4 separate regions of the Mus musculus genome follow, and regions 1, 2 and 4 are each linked to region 3. A link is a contact called in public HiChIP or PLAC-seq and promoter capture Hi-C data. All regions are on one chromosome and are shown on one strand. Each heading gives the region's core, a stretch centred on a gene start, on an enhancer-like site or on the middle of the called end of the contact. The rest is flanking DNA. Distances are from core to core; before and after follow the strand shown. Region 1 holds the start of Kif1b (kinesin family member 1B). Region 2 holds the start of Nppb (natriuretic peptide type B). Region 3 holds the start of Tardbp (TAR DNA binding protein). Region 4 holds the start of Pgd (phosphogluconate dehydrogenase).

Region 1 (4,257 bases), core at 180-2,679, 680 kb after region 3:
CTACCTCCAGATTCCACAAAGATGACAACCTGCATCCTCCGAGATACTGCTGCAAGTCTTCTCTGCTACCAGTTTATTCCACTTTCCCTAATCTCTGCACGAAGAGATACTATGCAAATCTATGCACGCCATGCAATACGCCAAGAGCCTCCAATATGGTAAAGTGGCCTTAAACATCAACAGGCCTTCGAGGGCCAAAGCAGCGGTGGATTGCGATGATAAGGACAGAAACACAGAATTTCACCCCAACAAGAATGGAATCTTCAAGCCAGTTTACCCTGAAGGCTCATATAGCAATTCACCAAAGAGAAAAAGTGATTTGGGAGCTCAATTTTGCATTTCCAGTCGGTGAGGGTTTGCGTTGCATGAACAATGACTAGCTTGCTCTGAGTGGCCTCCCAACCCCCACAACTTGGCTTCTGGTGCGGCCAGTCACCCTGAAAGCTGCCAGGGCTGTCACTCGGTGCCTACCAGCAACCGGACTTGGCTCCTAAAGGATTTGTCAGATCATCCTCCCAATATGGCTGCCAGAGTGATCCTGGTCGGCTGAACGTCGAGCCCACACCAGCCTTCCTCCCATCTGGCCAGCATCCAACAAGCCCCCTCCCTCTGCATCGCTTCCTCCGTCCAGCCCTTGCGCCCTCCGCTCTGTCGGATGCCCTTTCCTACCTTCATCGGGCTCAGGGGCATTGCCACATTCCCGGTTGGAACCCTGATGCCAACCACAATAGGGGGTGAGAGAGCAGATGAGGGGGGAGAGATCGGCTGGCTCCTCAGAGCTGCAATGTGCGCACATACGGCGGGACAGCGACCGATCTGCTGGCCCGCGGACAGAGCGGGGCCTGGCAGCCCAGGGGAAGCGGAGGGCTGGTGCAGGGCACTGCAGGGGACCGGCAGGCCGCTGGACCAAAGCCCGGCGCTCGCGGCCGGCCGGCCAGGTCTCTCCACGGAGGGCGAGGCTCCTCACCGCGGAGCCAGAGCCCCGGCCGGCCGCGCCGCTTCCTCGCTTTGCCCCCTCCAGGCCCGTCACCGGCCGGGAGTCCCTCCCGCGGGAGCGGCCCCCTACACCGGCGCCGCGGCACCACCGCCCACCTCGCCTCGGCCGCCCCACCTCAGCCTCCTCACCTCAGCCGCGCTGCGGACAGACGGGCGAGCCGGCCGAGTCAGAAGACGCCGAGGCGCGCAGGGGCGCGGGAGGCCGGGCACCGACGCACCTCAGCGCAGGCAGCGGCCGCCGCGAGCCGCAGGGCGCCGCTCCGCAGCCCCATCACGCGGCCGCCCAGCTCTGCATCGAGGATTGGCGGGAGGCCGGGGCGCGGCTGTGGATGCGGCGGAGGAACAGAGAGAAGCCCGGATCCGAGCTGTCGCCTCCCGGGACCACTGCCGTCTGACTACACCGCGACGCTGCTCGCCAAACTCCGCCCGAAGCCGCCGGCGCGGGACACCGCCCCGAGCTAGAGCGCCGAGCGTCACCTCGGCCCGCCCAGCAACCGAGACCGACGCGGAAGGTGACCAATCGCGATGAAGACCTTGAGACAGATGACCAATAGTAAAGCGTGGCTGGAAGAGGGGGCGGGAGGTGCCGGCGGAGCGACGGAGACACTCGAGCGCCCCCTGGTGGTACGGGAGCCGATGCGGGTGCGGGTGCGGGCGTGCCTGGTGGGCGAAGCCGGTGTCCAGAGTTCCCTCCCGGGTGACCCCCGGAAAGGTGTTAGTGGGTAGCAGCCGCGCCTGTGTAGCCGAATGACCCGCTTCGTAAGGGGACAAAAAGTGGCTCAGTGACCGGGCGGGACTGGACGGTCCAGATGCCATCCGGAGAGCTGGGATTATGTGGGAGCGGCCGAGTGTGGAGTCATTGTCCGTTTAGAAAAACAGCTCAAACGGTGAAGCCACCGAGCCCGGCGCGGTGGGAACGGAACCACGCTCAGGCATGAGTGTATCCAGCAGAAAGCTTCCTAGCCTATTCTTGTCGAACCCCAGCACAACACCTCCCACACGCCACCTTGGGAGAAAAGGAGGAATGAGTAATGGGAAAGCATGACTTAGTGGGCATTCAGCGTCTCCTTGGGAGATGGCGTGCTGGTGTGAGCACAGGAACAAAACGCTTTGTATCGCGCCCAGTGAATGGACTGAGCGGCCTGAGAGAGATGCCCCTAGAGGGGGTTACCAGGGCTCATAAGAACACAAAAGCTCTATGAGCCATGTTTTTTAAAAATCAGATTTAGGTTCAGCTCAAATGAAAAGCCCCACAGACGTTCATAAGCAGCTCAATTCAGTGCTTAGTAAAATATCACAATGACAACCTGCCAATCACACTGCATTTTAAGGTTAGAGGATGTGGTTTGGATTTATTAGCAGAAATTGAAAGTAAGATTTTTTTTTTTCTCTCAACCCTGACTTTAATACAGAATTACTGGGTAGAGAAAGGCCTACACACTAAAACGTGAGAATTAACTTTCTACACTAACGACTCTGGGCAATCACCATGCCACTGAAGTTCCAGACTCCCACTATTCCACATTCATTGGACACTTCTCATTGTGTTTATTTACTTGTTTGTTCTTGTTTGTTCAAGACAGAGGGTCTTGGTAGCTCAGGCTCTCCTGAAACTCACCAAGCAGACAAGGCTGTCTTGAAACCTACAGAGAGATCTGTCTACCTCTGCTTCCTGACTGCTGGGATTAAAGATCCGTACCACTAAGCCCAGCTCTCATTTTCTTTAGAATGTACACTCCACCTTCCCACAAAAGGAGTTGATGTCATTTATTCTGAAACACACACAGAATAGAATTGCTTAAAATATTAGGAGCAACGATTTGAGTGGAAGGTCAGCCTGGGCTACATAGAGAAACCCTGTCTTAAACAAACCTAGATGGCTTAGTGGGTAAAGTGCTTCCGATGAGCTGAGGATCCCAGTGCGGTGTCCAGAGCCCGTGTCCAGGTGGATGGAGAGTGCCTGATGAACACAGTCATCTTCTGACACAGACACACCTTACACCCCCACTGTACCATAACAATAAAGTTTAACAGACATCAATAAAATACCTAAAGCAAGAAGTTGGCATGGAAGTGTGGCTAAGTGGGGTGCGCTTGTTTAGCATGTGGGAAGCCCTGACTTCCGTTCTTGAAATGGAGGAGGAGGAAGAAGAGGAGGAGGAGGAAGGAAAGAGGAAGAGGAGCTGAATCATCAGGGGTAGAGAAGCGCTGATGGATTTGCACAGGAGCAAGAGCTGCTGACATGGACACACTTACGTTTCAGAAAGCCAGGAGAAAGGTCTTCAACCGTCTCGCTATAAAGAAGGAGGCGCTAGAGAGATGGGTCTGCAGGGAAGTGTACTTCTTGCTATGAAAAGGACCAGAGCTCCCAGTACCCACATTTGGGCAAAGCACAACCACCTGTAACTCCAGCTCCAGGGGGCTCTGACATCTCCAAGGACACCTGCACTCCTGTGCACATGCCAACACATAGATAGACTCACACACACACACACACACACACACACACACACACAAGTTTTTTATTGAAAAGATAAATCTTTCTAAAATGTTTAAAGGATATAAATATGCTAAACCCAACTTAAACATTATTCAGTGTTTATGTGTCCAAACAGTATGCCATCCTCATTAATATATACAATTTTAATATCTTCATACATCATAAAGTTTTTCAAAAGAATTATCTATTTTGTGTATATGAGTACACTGTAGCTGTCTTCGGACATACCAGAAGAGGTCATCGGATCCCATTACAGATGGTTGTGAGCCACCATGTGGTTTCTGGGAATTGAACTCAGAACCTCTGGAAGAGCAGTCAGTGTTTTTAACTGCTGAGCCATCTCTCTAGTCCCATCATAAAGTTTTTTAAGCAAATAAGCTATGAAGAAAAGCCTGCTTGGGCCAGGAATGATGGGCATGCCAAATTCTCAGCACTCAGGAGACAGAGTCAGGAGGATCGCCACAAGTTGGGAGCCAGCCTGTGCTACATACGGAGTAAGCTAGCCAGGGGTACACGGTGACACCCTATTCCACAAAACCAAACAACCAATTAAACAAACAAAAACAGACTATTTCTGCTTGAAGAAGCAGAATGCAGAAAATGAGGAAGAATATCAAAAAACTAGAGTCCGGGAAATAGGCTACCTCTGAGCATGGGGCTCTCTCATGCCGCGGCATCCTGAAGGCCAAGACGAACCTGAAAGTGTGGTAGCATAATAAGCAGAGCTCCATCGAGTCATGGGAGACACCCACTTAAACCCA
Region 2 (3,767 bases), core at 757-3,256, 640 kb before region 3:
GCCTGGTCTACAAAGTGAGTTCCAAGCCACCTAAGGACTACACAATAAAACCCTGTCTCAAACAAGCAACAACAAAATAAGTGGATGCTGAAAGAGGGTGTCAGATCCCCTGGAACTGGAGTTGTAAGTAATTGTGAGCCACCATGTGGGCACGGGAACCAAACCTAGGTCCTCTAGAAGAGCAACCAGTGTTCTAAAGCACCTCAGCCATCTTCCAGCACTGGGGATTATTTTTATTGTGTTAGTTGAGGAGCGAAGACCCACTGTGGGTGGCCCCGATCCATGGATGGGGTTCTGGACTATATAAATGGAGAGAGAGAGAGAGAGAGAGAGAGAGAGAGAGAGAGAGGAATTTACTGCTCTCTGCTTCCTGATTGTGGGTGTTACATTACCAATGGCTTCAAGCTCCTGCCACACACAAGCCAGATGACAGGAATGGTGATAGAGATGTGGATAGTGGCTATCTCAGAGGAGAGATAAGCTCTATCAGGAACTTGGCTGGGGGTCCTTTGTATGACCTGTTAGCCAAGAATCTGGCTTTATTCTGCCTGTGTCCTGAGAATTTACTGAAACTGGACGTGGGGGTGGTAGGCTAATTGGTTTCTCAGAGGGAAATTGTGTGAGAAGGATTAGGATTAGGAGACAAATTCATGTGCAAGGAGAAGGGTTGAGCTAAGAGTGGAGATGGAGGCATTCTCTGCCTCTCCTAAACAATTGCTTAGAAGAGAGTGTGTGTTTCCCTTGGGTCAGAACACAGAATCTCATGCAAACATGGGTCCGAGAGGCCCAGAAGCTTGCAGAAGAACCTAACAGCTTTCTCCAAATGTGACTGGTTCTGGACTCATGATCTTCTAACTATCCCCTTTCTCCATCTCTGCCTTAACCCACTGCCACTCCTGGTCATTGTCCTTGACCAACCTGACAGTTGTTAGCACAGATTCTGCAGAAGGGATAGAGACACTGGGCGCACACCTGGGTGTATATGCCTCAGCTTCACTTCCTCAGAGTCTCAATTCTCATCTGAGTGGGAGGCTGGGTGCGTTGTGTGAGGGAGACGTCACTGTTGGCCGATCAGCTAAGAGAGAGCTGGGGAGAGGCCTTTCCCACACGTCTGGAGTCTAGGCACACTTTCTCTTCCACTCATGGTGGGGGAGGAGACTTTGGCACCCAGAGATGATGCCCCAGATGGCATGGCTACGTGACCTCATCTTTGGGTCAGACTCAAAATTCTATCCTAATCAGCTCTTCTTGTTAAGGGTCAGAAAGGAGGGTTGGAATTCCAGAAGTTCCTTGTCATATCCCAGCTTTTAATCAGTTGACACTGGAGAGTGAGCATCCTCAAGCTGAAATCTTCACAAGTTTTTGAGGGGGGTTGTTGGAAGGTGGGTATCAAAACCATTGTGTGAGCCACATAGCTCCTTCTGGCCTGGAAATCGGTTGAGGAGAGAGCTTGAAAGTTGGTGTGAAGTACACGTGTGGCGATCAGAACCACGGACAGCTACCAGAGTACCCGGAAGTAGTGCAGTCCAGCTAGGTGCTGGGAAGCCAGGCCGGGCCTGGATTACAGGTTTGGAGGACACTCTCCCCGGGAGGCTGGTGATGGTGGGTGTTGTTTGGGAATGTTTTCCATGAGTCACGCCATAAGCCCCACACTCGCCACAGGCTGGGAAAGCTGGGGCTCTCCCCGCCATTTCCAATAGGGGTGGGGCAGGATGTCATAGGCCCTCAGGCTCTGCATGAAAGAAGGGAGCAGGAAGCAAGGACTGTTAGTGTGTTCCGCACACCCCCACCCTAGCCCAGCCCATTTCTATACAAGGCTTGCTCTCCACAGCCTCCACCCACAATGAATACTCCACACAGGCACAGAGGGGTGAATTCTCAGGTCCTGAGCTCAGCCGGCAGGAATGCAGCTGATAAATCAGAGATAACCCCACCCCTACTCCGTGAAAAGGTCTGGCCGGACACTCAGCCCCAGTATAAAAGGCAGAGGCACCGTTGTTGAAGACACCAGTGCACAAGCTGCTTGGGGAGGCGAGACAAGGGAGAACACGGCATCATTGCCTGGCCCATCGCTTCTGCGGCATGGATCTCCTGAAGGTGCTGTCCCAGATGATTCTGTTTCTGCTTTTCCTTTATCTGTCACCGCTGGGAGGTCACTCCTATCCTCTGGGAAGTCCTAGCCAGTCTCCAGAGCAATTCAAGATGCAGGTGAGCACTGAGGGTCTGCCTGAAGGGTTTGGGAAGCGGCAATGAAAAGACCTCGAGTCCTTTGGGAATTAGCCATGTGAGAGTCAGCAAACTGAAAGATTGGGCAGCATATCTCTTAACTGATGAGCACTATGGAAGGATGGGGGATTCAGGTGTGTGTGTTTCTGACGTCTGGGCTCCCCAATCCATCACAGAAGCTGCTGGAGCTGATAAGAGAAAAGTCGGAGGAAATGGCCCAGAGACAGCTCTTGAAGGACCAAGGCCTCACAAAAGAACACCCAAAAAGAGTCCTTCGGTCTCAAGGCAGCACCCTCCGGGTCCAGCAGAGACCTCAAAATTCCAAGGTGACACATATCTCAAGCTGCTTTGGGCACAAGATAGACCGGATCGGATCCGTCAGTCGTTTGGGCTGTAACGGTGAGCACCTACCTTGCCACTTCCCTGCAAAGCTGCACACCCATCCCATCCCCGTGCATGCTACCCTTAGAGGCCCCTAGGTTTGCTATCTGGCATACTCCTGCAGCCTGTCAGGAAATATCACATGGGTTCTGCATTACATTCTCACAGGTCAGCACCTACCTTCCATCAGAGGGGTCACACGCTCTGAGGGAGCAGACTGCCTGATGTCTAATCACCCCTTCACAAGGCAGAAAGAGTTCTGAGCATTTCCCCTCAGGCAAAGGGCATGCCCAACCCACTTTACAGGAGAAACAGAGGCCCTGTGAGATAGCTTTTTCCAGAGCCTTAAACTTCGACATCATCTGGGGACTGAAGATGGGGGTGTGGTGGTGGTGGGGGACTCGGCACCTGCTTCAGTTTCACTTCCGAGTGTGACATTGCCCTGTCTCTCCTCCCCACAGCACTGAAGTTGTTGTAGGAAGACCTCCTGGCTGCAGGAGACTCCAGTTTCTGACTCTGCCTGGGTCTCTTTCCCCAGCTCTGGGACCACCTTTGAAGTGATCCTATTTATTTATTTATTTATATTTATTTTTATTTTTATTTTTTAATTTATTTTGTTGTTTTTCTACAAGACTGTTTCTTATCTTGGAGCACAAACTTGCCACAACATAATAAACATAGCGTATTTCCTGCTTTTGAAAAGGATTTGTGTCCGTGAGTTTCAATCTATCTCTTAGCTCTTTTACTTTGCTTTTGTTTATTTTGGTTTAAGATAGACCTGGCTGTCCTCAAACTCGCAGAGATCCACCTGCCTCTCCCACCAGAGTGCAGGGATCAAGGGCATGTACCACGGCTGCCCAGCTGGAACCCTCTCCTTTGAATGCCATGTATCACCGAAACTCAGCTGAGGGCCAAAGGTCCTCATGACTAGTAATGTCATGATTATCATCACTCCCATTTTATGGGCGAGAAAACTGAAATTCAGAAAAGCCAGGCCTCCTGGGACATGAGGGGACAGCTGAGTGGCTGGCACATCTGTTCTGGCTGGCTTGAGCAGAGCTCTGGAGAGTGTCTAATGGAGAGAGGGGACCGAGAGGTGGCTCTTCGTGTGATTTCTCATTTCGATCTTGTGTGCACTCAAGGCTGTGGATATCTAATGA
Region 3 (3,995 bases), core at 1,237-3,736:
ACAAAGATGATTTTTGAGGCTGCAAGGAAAAGCTGGGCAGTGGTGGTGCACACCTTCAAACCTAGCACTTGGGAGGCAGAGGCAGGTGGATTTCTGAGTTCGAGGCCAGCCTGATCTACAGGGTGAGTTCCAGGACAGTCAGGGCTATACAGAGAAACCCTGTCTCGGGAAGGGGAAGAGAGAAAAAACAAAACAAAACCAAAAACAAAACAACCCAAAAGACTGAAAAACCCCGTTTCAAAAAGCCAAATTCTTTTACAAAACAGATGCATCTTTAAGGCATTTAGGTTTCACCACCTAAAATTAGCAATGACCATGTTCTGCCAGCTTCACATTTAAATTCATGCTCCTCAAAAAAAGAATCCTGCTTTTCAATTTCCATTTACTTAAACTGCTGACCTGCCAGAGTAGTCTAAGTCTAAACAAAGTTTATGAAAAAGTTAGGGTCATAGGAAACATTCCTCCATAACGACCAAACCCTCAAGTTGGAGCTCAACAATAGACTATTCTCCCAGCACACATGAAGCCCTGGATATTATAGTCTCACTTAAATTAAGATGGCACGGAAGTCTAACCATGGCCAGCAATACAGCAAAACCAAAATGATTAACAAACCTTTGGGATAGTTGACAACATATACCAGATTGCCCCAGCCAGCATCTGGGGCATGCAGAATTCCTTCCACCAGTCGGACTCCTCTCATACACTGAGACACGGGATTCCGGTAGCGCAGGCCGCATGCCCCTGGAAACTGGGCTGTAACTGTGGACAGCAACACCGTCCCATCGTCTTCTGATGGTATTTCAATGGGTTCATCGTTCTCATCTTCTGTTACCCGAATATATTCAGACATCTTTGCTTAAATCTCTTAAAGGAAAAAGAAATGAGCAAGAAAATCAGAGGAGTTATCTTTTCATAATTGGCTATTATCACACCACTTTATTCCCACTTCCTGAAAAGATTCCTGCTACCTAAAATGTTTCTTTTGCCATCCCTGAAAAAAAAATAGAGAAAAGGTATTTTCTAAAATAAAAATGTGATTTTGGGGGCTGTTGAGATGGCTCAGTGGGTAAGAGCACCCGACTGCTCTTCAGAAGGTCCAGAGTTCAAATCCCAGCAACCACATGGTGGCTCACAACCATCCGCAACAAGATCTGACTCCCTCTTCTGGAGTGTCTGAAGACAGCTACAGTGTACTTACATATATTAATAAAATAAATCTTTAAAAAAAAATGTGATTTTTGTCGAGCACGATAACCCACGCCTTTAATCTCAGCACTCTTGAGGCAGGCAGATCTTTTTGAGTTCGAGGCTGGCCTAGTCTACTGAGTTCCGGGGCAGCCACAGGGAAAACCGGTGTTCATGTGGCGCTCTGCCCGCCAGTTCTATTTTCTCAGCGCACACTATAAGCTTCCGGTGCTAAAATGGCAACAGTGTTACCATGTGGCCCGTTGGCTACAAAGCCAGACAAAAACAAGGTGTTAAAGAACTAAGTATCTGCCCCGATTTTTTTTCTTGCACTCGTCATTTCTTACCTGGAGCGCACAGATTACAGGCTACCGTATTTCGTAACCATTCTGAATTAAGTTTCTTCTATAGCCTGGACCTGAATCGGGTTTAGCACGTGCTTTAACGTGGAAAAAACCAGCCAAGCATTGGGATCTGAGGAACCCTCCCTGTGCTGGTGGAGCACGAACACCGACATCAGAACAGTTATCTAGCAGTTCTGGTGCTCATCCTCGGAAAGGTCTGGCTAAAGTTAGGCGTCGAGGGAGCAACGACGGCTACTCCGGGAGGTAGGCCGCCGCTTCCCAGAAGGCCGTGCGCGACAGACAACGTTGATGATTTTCCCCCCCTTTCAACTGGGCCCAGGGTGGGGCCCGCGGAGGTCCAAGTCCCATGGTGACAACAGTTATTCTCAAAAGCGACAATCTACAGGGACTAGGACGCCTGGAAACCCGGGGCGGCCACACACTTCCGCCCGTGGCTTCACAGCCAAGCAGAGGCCCGGCGTCCCGCTCCGGCTACTGCCCGCGCTTAGGCCTTAACGACGCGGCTGCGCGAGGCCAACCAGGCCCCGCTCTACCGCTCCCTCCCCGCGGCGCAGGCCGCACCGGGCCTCTCCGAAGCAACACTCGAGGCACGCAGGCCGGCCTTGGCGACCAACCTACCCGCTAGGCCACTGCTAGGAAGCACAAGGAGGAAGCACAGACGGGAAGGAATCCGACAACAGCCGCGCTACCGCTCCGTGCCCACAAAATGGCGCTAGGGCCGCCTCCCGCCCTCGCCCGCCTTCGGCCTCTCCCACTGGCTTCCCTGCAGGAGGGGCGCTCTCCGAGGGAAGCCACAGGCGCTCTCTCCTCCCAGAGGCTCGGATGCTAGCAGGCTCTTCGGCGTATAGAAAAAAGTAAAGAAACGCAACAATGAAAACAGCTGGGTCTGAAAAACTGACAGATGAAGGACAGAACGGCCACTCGGCCTTCCGAGTCCCCCTACGTAACGCGGTAGATGGCTTCGCCTGACCAACGGCCGGCCCTAGTCGAGGAGCTCGCGCGCGCCGAGAATGCGCGAGACTAGCGCAGGCCGGGACTGGGGCGGCAGGGGCGGGGCTAGGAGGGAAAGGGGGCGGAGCCTGCGACTGAACGCGTAAGGGCTTGGGGGGGAATCCCTGGGAACCCTGGGTTCCTAGTCTAAAGGCGACTCTTAAATGTCTTCTGCCTTTGCTCGTTAATTTCCAACGTGGAAACATTAACTTTGATCTGCAAAATGGTCCCTGTTCTAAGTACTATTTTGTATCAAGTACCTTTTAGCACTCTCTGGCTCTAGGGGGAGAAAAACAAACCAGAATCTTGTGAATGGCAGGCAAGTGTCTTCCCATTGACCTTGGGCTTAGCCATCAGATACTGTTTTAGAGACAGGGATCTCAAAGTCACTGTGTAGCCCAGGCTGTCCTTTAACTCATCAAGGCTGCCAAGTGTGGATGCTGCCCTAGCAGTCTACACGATAGTCGTGATACTCTCTCCTCTTTCAATAAGTGAAGAAACTGAGGCACAGAGTTGAGTACCTTGCATGAAGTCACCATGAGAAAGAGGCCCCACTAGGGTCTGAATCCTACAGCAAAAAACTACTTGGATGTTTCAGTATTTCGGTTCCAGTTGACGAGTCCTAGTATAACTTTAAAAAGGCTGAAGGCTAGCTCTACCACCAAGCAGCAGATGTAGACTCTTTACTCAGGGTTGGAATTTCTTGGTGTATCAGATTCAAAGCTTAGGCACAAAGGTTTTACACAGTTGCTTTATTTACTGAAACTGGGTCTTGCTGTACAGAACAGGCTGGCCTTGAGCTTGCTGGGTTCCTCCTGCCTCTGCCTCCCTTCTGGGAGGAATGGGGTAGGATTGCAGATCACCATCAGGCCAAGCCTTCCCACTTTAAGTTTATAAATGAATTCATTTCCTCCTCACAGCTACCTTGTAAGAAGATGGCATTGGAAGAACAGATGTTAATGTCTAGCCCCTAACTTCCATTAGAGCCCAGGCTGGCCAGGAACTCCTGGCCTGTCCTCCTGCCTCAACCATCTGAGTGCTGGGATTATAGGCATGAGTCCTTCCACCCAGCATTATTTACTTTTTGGTTTTGAACTTAACAAACAAACAAACAAAACAGGATTTCTGCGTAGTCTTTGGCTGGCTTAGAACTTACTGTGTAGACCAGGCTGGCCTCAGATTTGCTATGCCTTTCCTGAATCTGCGCCTTCAGTGTTGGGATTACAGGTGTGAGTCACCAAAATGGTTTTTTGTTTGTCTCCTAAGACAAGGTTTCATACAGCAGAGCCTGGGCCTGGCCTCCTGACTGTCCGGGATTACAGACCTGTGCTACCATGCCTGGAAAAGTCAAGAACTTTAACAGTAGTTTAAAAGGATGATTGCATTTTTTTTTTTTGATTTTTTTTTTTTTTTTTTTTTTTTTTTTTGGTTTTTCGAGAAAAGGTTTCTCTG
Region 4 (4,165 bases), core at 1,321-3,820, 540 kb after region 3:
TGGACAAGCCCATGGCCCAAGCCTGAGGTGCTTGAGAGCCAAAGCAAAGACTGAAGAGAACTGACTCCACAGAGTCGTGCTCTGACCCCCACTTGCATGCTCCCATGACCCCACACTATAATAATAAAATAAAACCCTGGCCCAGTGGGAAGGCTCGGCAGGCAAAGGCACCTGCCATTAAGCCAGACAACCTGAGTTCTTTCCACAAACCACACGGTGGAGGTAGAGGGCCAACTCCGACAAAAAAAGTCCCCGTGACTTCCACATCCAATGTGTCATGCTTACCCCCACACAAATACTAAATATATATATATATATTTTAAATAAGGGCTGGAGAGATAGCTCAAGGGTTAAGAGCACTGGCTGGTCTTGCAGAGGACCTGAGTTCAATTCCTAGCATCCACATAGCAGCTCACAATTGCCCACTAACTCCAATTCCAAGGAGTCTGACTCTCTTCTTCTGGCCTCATCAGGCACTTCAGGTATGTGGTGCAGTTACACACTCAGGCAAACATTCATTTATATAAAATAAAATGAAAAAACAAACAAACAAACAAAAAAACAACAAAAAACCCCTCTCTACAGAGAACACAACTTGGCGGTGATGGCACGCACCTTCAATCCCAGCACTCAGGAAGCAGAGGCAGGGGGATCTCTATGAGTCTGAGCCGCCTGGTCTACAAAGTGAGTTCCAGGAAGGCCTAGGCTATACAGAGAAACCCTGTCTTGAAAAACTAAGAACAAACAAAACAAAAATACTATTCCATAAGTGCCTGTCAAGGCAACCAAGCCTGAAACACTCAAGCACTTTATCAGAACCCATCAGTCTGTACTCAGACACTGAAGACCACCATCTCAGAAGTGAGACAGTTAGAGGGATTTGCGGGCGGCATCCGAGAACCGAGCTGGCCTTACTAATTTCTCGATGAAATCATCCACGGCTTGCCCGGCCTTCACAAGCAGGATGACCCGGCGGGGCTTCTTTAGTTTGGAGACCATGTCCTTTAAGGACTGTGCACCAACCACCTTGGTGCCCTTCGCCTCGTTGGCCAAGAAGTCATCGACTTTGGAGACTGTCCTATTGAAAGCACAGACCTGGAAGGACAAAAGGCCTGTCAGAGGATCTGGCACACACATGACCCTCGGGTGGTAGATGCAGCAACAGAGAAACGTCTACTCTGTCCAAGGTCTAGCGAGAGCTGACCTGCCTTTTCTTTTTAAGTGCTAGGCAATCTCTGCAAAGTCCAGTCACAGCAGAGAGCCCAGGGAAAGGCGGTTGCCACTTGTTGCTTATCAGGTTGAGCCTGTCACTACTACCTGGGTCCTTTGTCCCTGGTAATCCTGGTGTCTAAGCCATGCTACTATTTAGAAAGAACATTCAGAGCCCACAGGCAGGAGGATCCTCTGACCCTGGACTCAGAAAGCTGAGATGAGAGGGCCCTGAGACTCCAGTGTGACAACACTGTGAGACAAGCTGCTGTCTACAAAGAAAAACAATCTCCATGTACCCCAAGTTTTCCTAGCTACAGCTTCCAAGATCTGGGTCCCTTTACATCTATGGTTTTCAACCTTCCTAACGCTGCGACCCTTTAATATAGCCCCTCGTGTTGTGATGACCCCCAATCATAAAACTATTTTCATAACTACGCAATAACTGTAATTTGCTAGTGTTATAAATCATAATGTTGAGAACCACTGCTTTTATATTTATTTCTATCCAAGGAGGCTCTTCCCTTAACTACAGAGGGAGCACGACTAAAGCAGAAATTCTTCTACAAAGACACCAAACAGTGCTTACTGAGTGATGCCTTGGGATCTCTGAAAAACAAATCACAGCTCTCAGCGGGAAGGCAACGTGTCCTCACTACTTACCACAAATCCATGATCATTCATGTTCAAAATTAAGTTCTGGCCCATGACAGCCAGTCCGATCAGTGCAATGTCAGCTCTGAAATGACAAAAAAAAAAAAAAACAATAAAGCAAACACAAAGAAAGGATATTAGTGTTACTTAGTGGCTTTTATTAGGACTGGCAGCCTGCACCCTTCTCGGCTCACACCATGCACCTAGGATCGACCGCACCCTGCACCCCACAGTTCCATGGAAGTTCCTTCTAAAGGGCGTCCGGGCACACGAAGCCACCCATGCCCTGCCCCTGGCCCTGCCCGTCGTTCCTTATGGCCTGGCCAGCACAAGGGGCGTGGGCCGTCCCCGACCCAGCGCGGCCTTCCTTCCCCGCGAGCCCGTCGCAGCCGCAAGCTCCCACGAAGGGGTGGCGGAGCTTGCGCTGGCCATGGCGGGGACCCTGAGGTGCAGGGGTCAGGGCTGCGCGAGGAGACCCAGGCGACCACCGGGGCTGAGGAGAACAGGGAGACAACTGAGCAGAGCCCCGCCATCACCACGCTCAGCCCCGGAAGTCTCCCGGGCCCGACTGCGCGTGTCGGTCACTCACTGGGCCATGGCGGAGGCAGACGAAGCAGAGTCGAGGAGGAAGAAACGCGAAGGACCGAGCGCTCCGAGGCAAGTACAGTGAAGTCCGGCTCCCGGCGCCTCGAGAGGCTTACAGAGACGCTGGCCAATCAGAAGACAGGGGTGGGCCGATGCCCCACGCTATTGGGTCTCTGCGGCGCCTGTTATACCACCTGAGGGCAAACGGACCCGCCCACCCCCGGGGCCCAGATCTGTAGAGCGCCGAGCAGTCGATGGCACCTCGAGCTGGAGAGGAGCGTTTAAAGGGCTTCTTCTAAGTGTTCTAGGAGCGTTTAAAGGGCTTCTTCTAAGTGTTCTAGCGGGACCTTGCACGATGCCTCCCGCTCGTGCGGAAGCTCGGGTCTGCAGCTCGGCGTGAAAGAGAAGACATTAAGGGCTTGGTGCAGCCCTTACCAAGCCCACTGGCGTTTTTGATCCATGGCTGCTGCTTCCCTTCACTGTCCCTCAACTCTGAGGCAGGAGTCAAGTCTGTCCTATCTGTGGGAACCTCAGTGTGTACCATTTTTGCAGGTCAAGAAACAGCGGTGCAAACTAAGACGAGACGGTCAGCAAGTAAAGAGCCAAGCGGGTGGAAGTGGAACCCACTCCGCAAAGTTGGCATCTGACCTCCACGTGCAGCAGTGGCGCGTGCGCCCACTCGCACAGAAAGAGAAAACGAAGCGGAGGAGAGGCTTGAGGGGTTTTGGGGGGGTGGTTTCATAATTATTTATTTTTTGTGTATTGGTTTGCCTGCATGTATGTCCGTGTACCTCGTGCGTGGCCGATACTCGGGGAGGCAAGACTGGAAGTGAGTTCTTCCTTGTGCTTGTAGCGGAACACAAGCACTCTTCTCTACCATTTCCTCAGCCCCACTACAGTTTCCGGCGCTGGAGGTCTGGGGTGCTGTTTCGCCCGCTGGTCAGACACTTTTAGTTTCAATTTACTTTTCCATTCAGACTCAGGTGTTGGTGCGCTGCTTTCTTTTTTCTTTTCTTTTTTTTTTTTTTTTTTTTTTTTTTTTTCGGGGGGCGGGATTTTTTCTCTGTGTAGCCCTGCCTGTCCTGGAACTCACTCAGTAGACCAGGCTAGCCTCGAACTCAGAAATCCGCCTGCCTCTGCCTCCGGAGTGCTGGGATTAAAGGCATGTACTACCACGCCTGGCTAGGTTCAGGTTCTTTCCATTGCCTACTCTCTCTCTAGGAGTGGCTATCATGTCCTTCAATGAATTCCTTTTATCTTTTGTAAGTTTTGCACACAGCACATAGACATAACGCTTGATGGTAAATGAAAAGACTGGCTTGCACCAGCTTCTTGAATTTTTTTCCCTCACTCCAGTACTACGAATCAAATCGTAGGTTTTGAGCATTCTAGACAAGTGCTTTGCCACTGAGCTATATCCCTTGCCTGGCCCTAAGTGACTTTCTGTTTCTCTCTGTGTCTGTATCTGTTTCTGATAAATGCCTAATGTCCCTACTCCTCCAGCCCCCTATAACCAACACACATTTATCCCAACTCTGAGCTGGTTAGACCATTATTTCCAAAACAAGGGTGGGAACAAGGGAGTACTAGGTAAGAGCTCCTGGAAGAGTCTTAAGAGTCAGCCCATTGTCTTATCAGGTACAAGGCTCGGGGGTGGACGAGCTTCCAGAAAAACCAGAAAAAAAAAAAAAAAAAAAAAGACAAGATCTCAGTCCAC

Evidence for each region. Promoter capture Hi-C pulls out the DNA fragments that hold promoters and counts their contacts. HiChIP or PLAC-seq counts read pairs in DNA pulled down with a chosen protein or histone mark.
Region 1: a promoter capture Hi-C map of hippocampal neurons shows a contact between it and region 3, with 4 times the contacts expected there. The contact joins the promoter of Kif1b here to the promoter of Tardbp in region 3. A contact is called at or near these places in 13 of 39 promoter capture datasets (the 3T3-L1 cell line, the C10 cell line, cranial neural crest and 9 more) and 4 of 115 datasets of contacts at active chromatin or transcription factors (embryonic hindbrain, embryonic stem cells, epiblast stem cells and 1 more).
Region 2: an H3K27ac HiChIP or PLAC-seq map of extraembryonic endoderm stem cells shows a contact between it and region 3, with 2.9 times the contacts expected there. The contact joins the promoter of Nppb here to the promoter of Tardbp in region 3. A contact is called at or near these places in 1 of 39 promoter capture datasets (stem cell-derived epiblast-like cells) and 1 of 115 datasets of contacts at active chromatin or transcription factors (extraembryonic endoderm stem cells).
Region 4: a promoter capture Hi-C map of pre-B cells shows a contact between it and region 3, with 3 times the contacts expected there. The contact joins the promoter of Pgd here to the promoter of Tardbp in region 3. A contact is called at or near these places in 5 of 39 promoter capture datasets (cranial neural crest, hippocampal neurons, liver and 2 more), 1 of 484 Hi-C or Micro-C datasets (embryonic stem cells), 7 of 115 datasets of contacts at active chromatin or transcription factors (astrocytes, bone marrow-derived dendritic cells, embryonic forebrain and 4 more) and 2 of 9 other capture datasets (embryonic stem cells and liver).

What each region holds. Positions count from the first base shown.
Region 1 is chr4:149,306,304-149,310,560 of GRCm38.p6, forward strand. It overlaps Kif1b (kinesin family member 1B), which reads right to left and starts at 1,430. Exons shown (of 49, transcript NM_001290995.1): 1 at 1,126-1,430.
Region 2 is chr4:147,983,894-147,987,660 of GRCm38.p6, forward strand. It overlaps Nppb (natriuretic peptide type B), which reads left to right and starts at 2,007. Exons shown (of 3, transcript NM_008726.6): 1 at 2,007-2,208; 2 at 2,403-2,625; 3 at 3,069-3,312. The coding sequence starts at 2,083. The coding sequence ends at 3,085.
Region 3 is chr4:148,624,510-148,628,504 of GRCm38.p6, forward strand. Tardbp (TAR DNA binding protein) reads right to left here and starts at 2,487. Exons shown (of 6, transcript NM_145556.4): 1 at 2,172-2,487; 2 at 616-867. The coding sequence starts at 853.
Region 4 is chr4:149,164,135-149,168,299 of GRCm38.p6, forward strand. It overlaps Pgd (phosphogluconate dehydrogenase), which reads right to left and starts at 2,571. Exons shown (of 13, transcript NM_001081274.2): 1 at 2,453-2,571; 2 at 1,873-1,948; 3 at 916-1,095. The coding sequence starts at 2,460.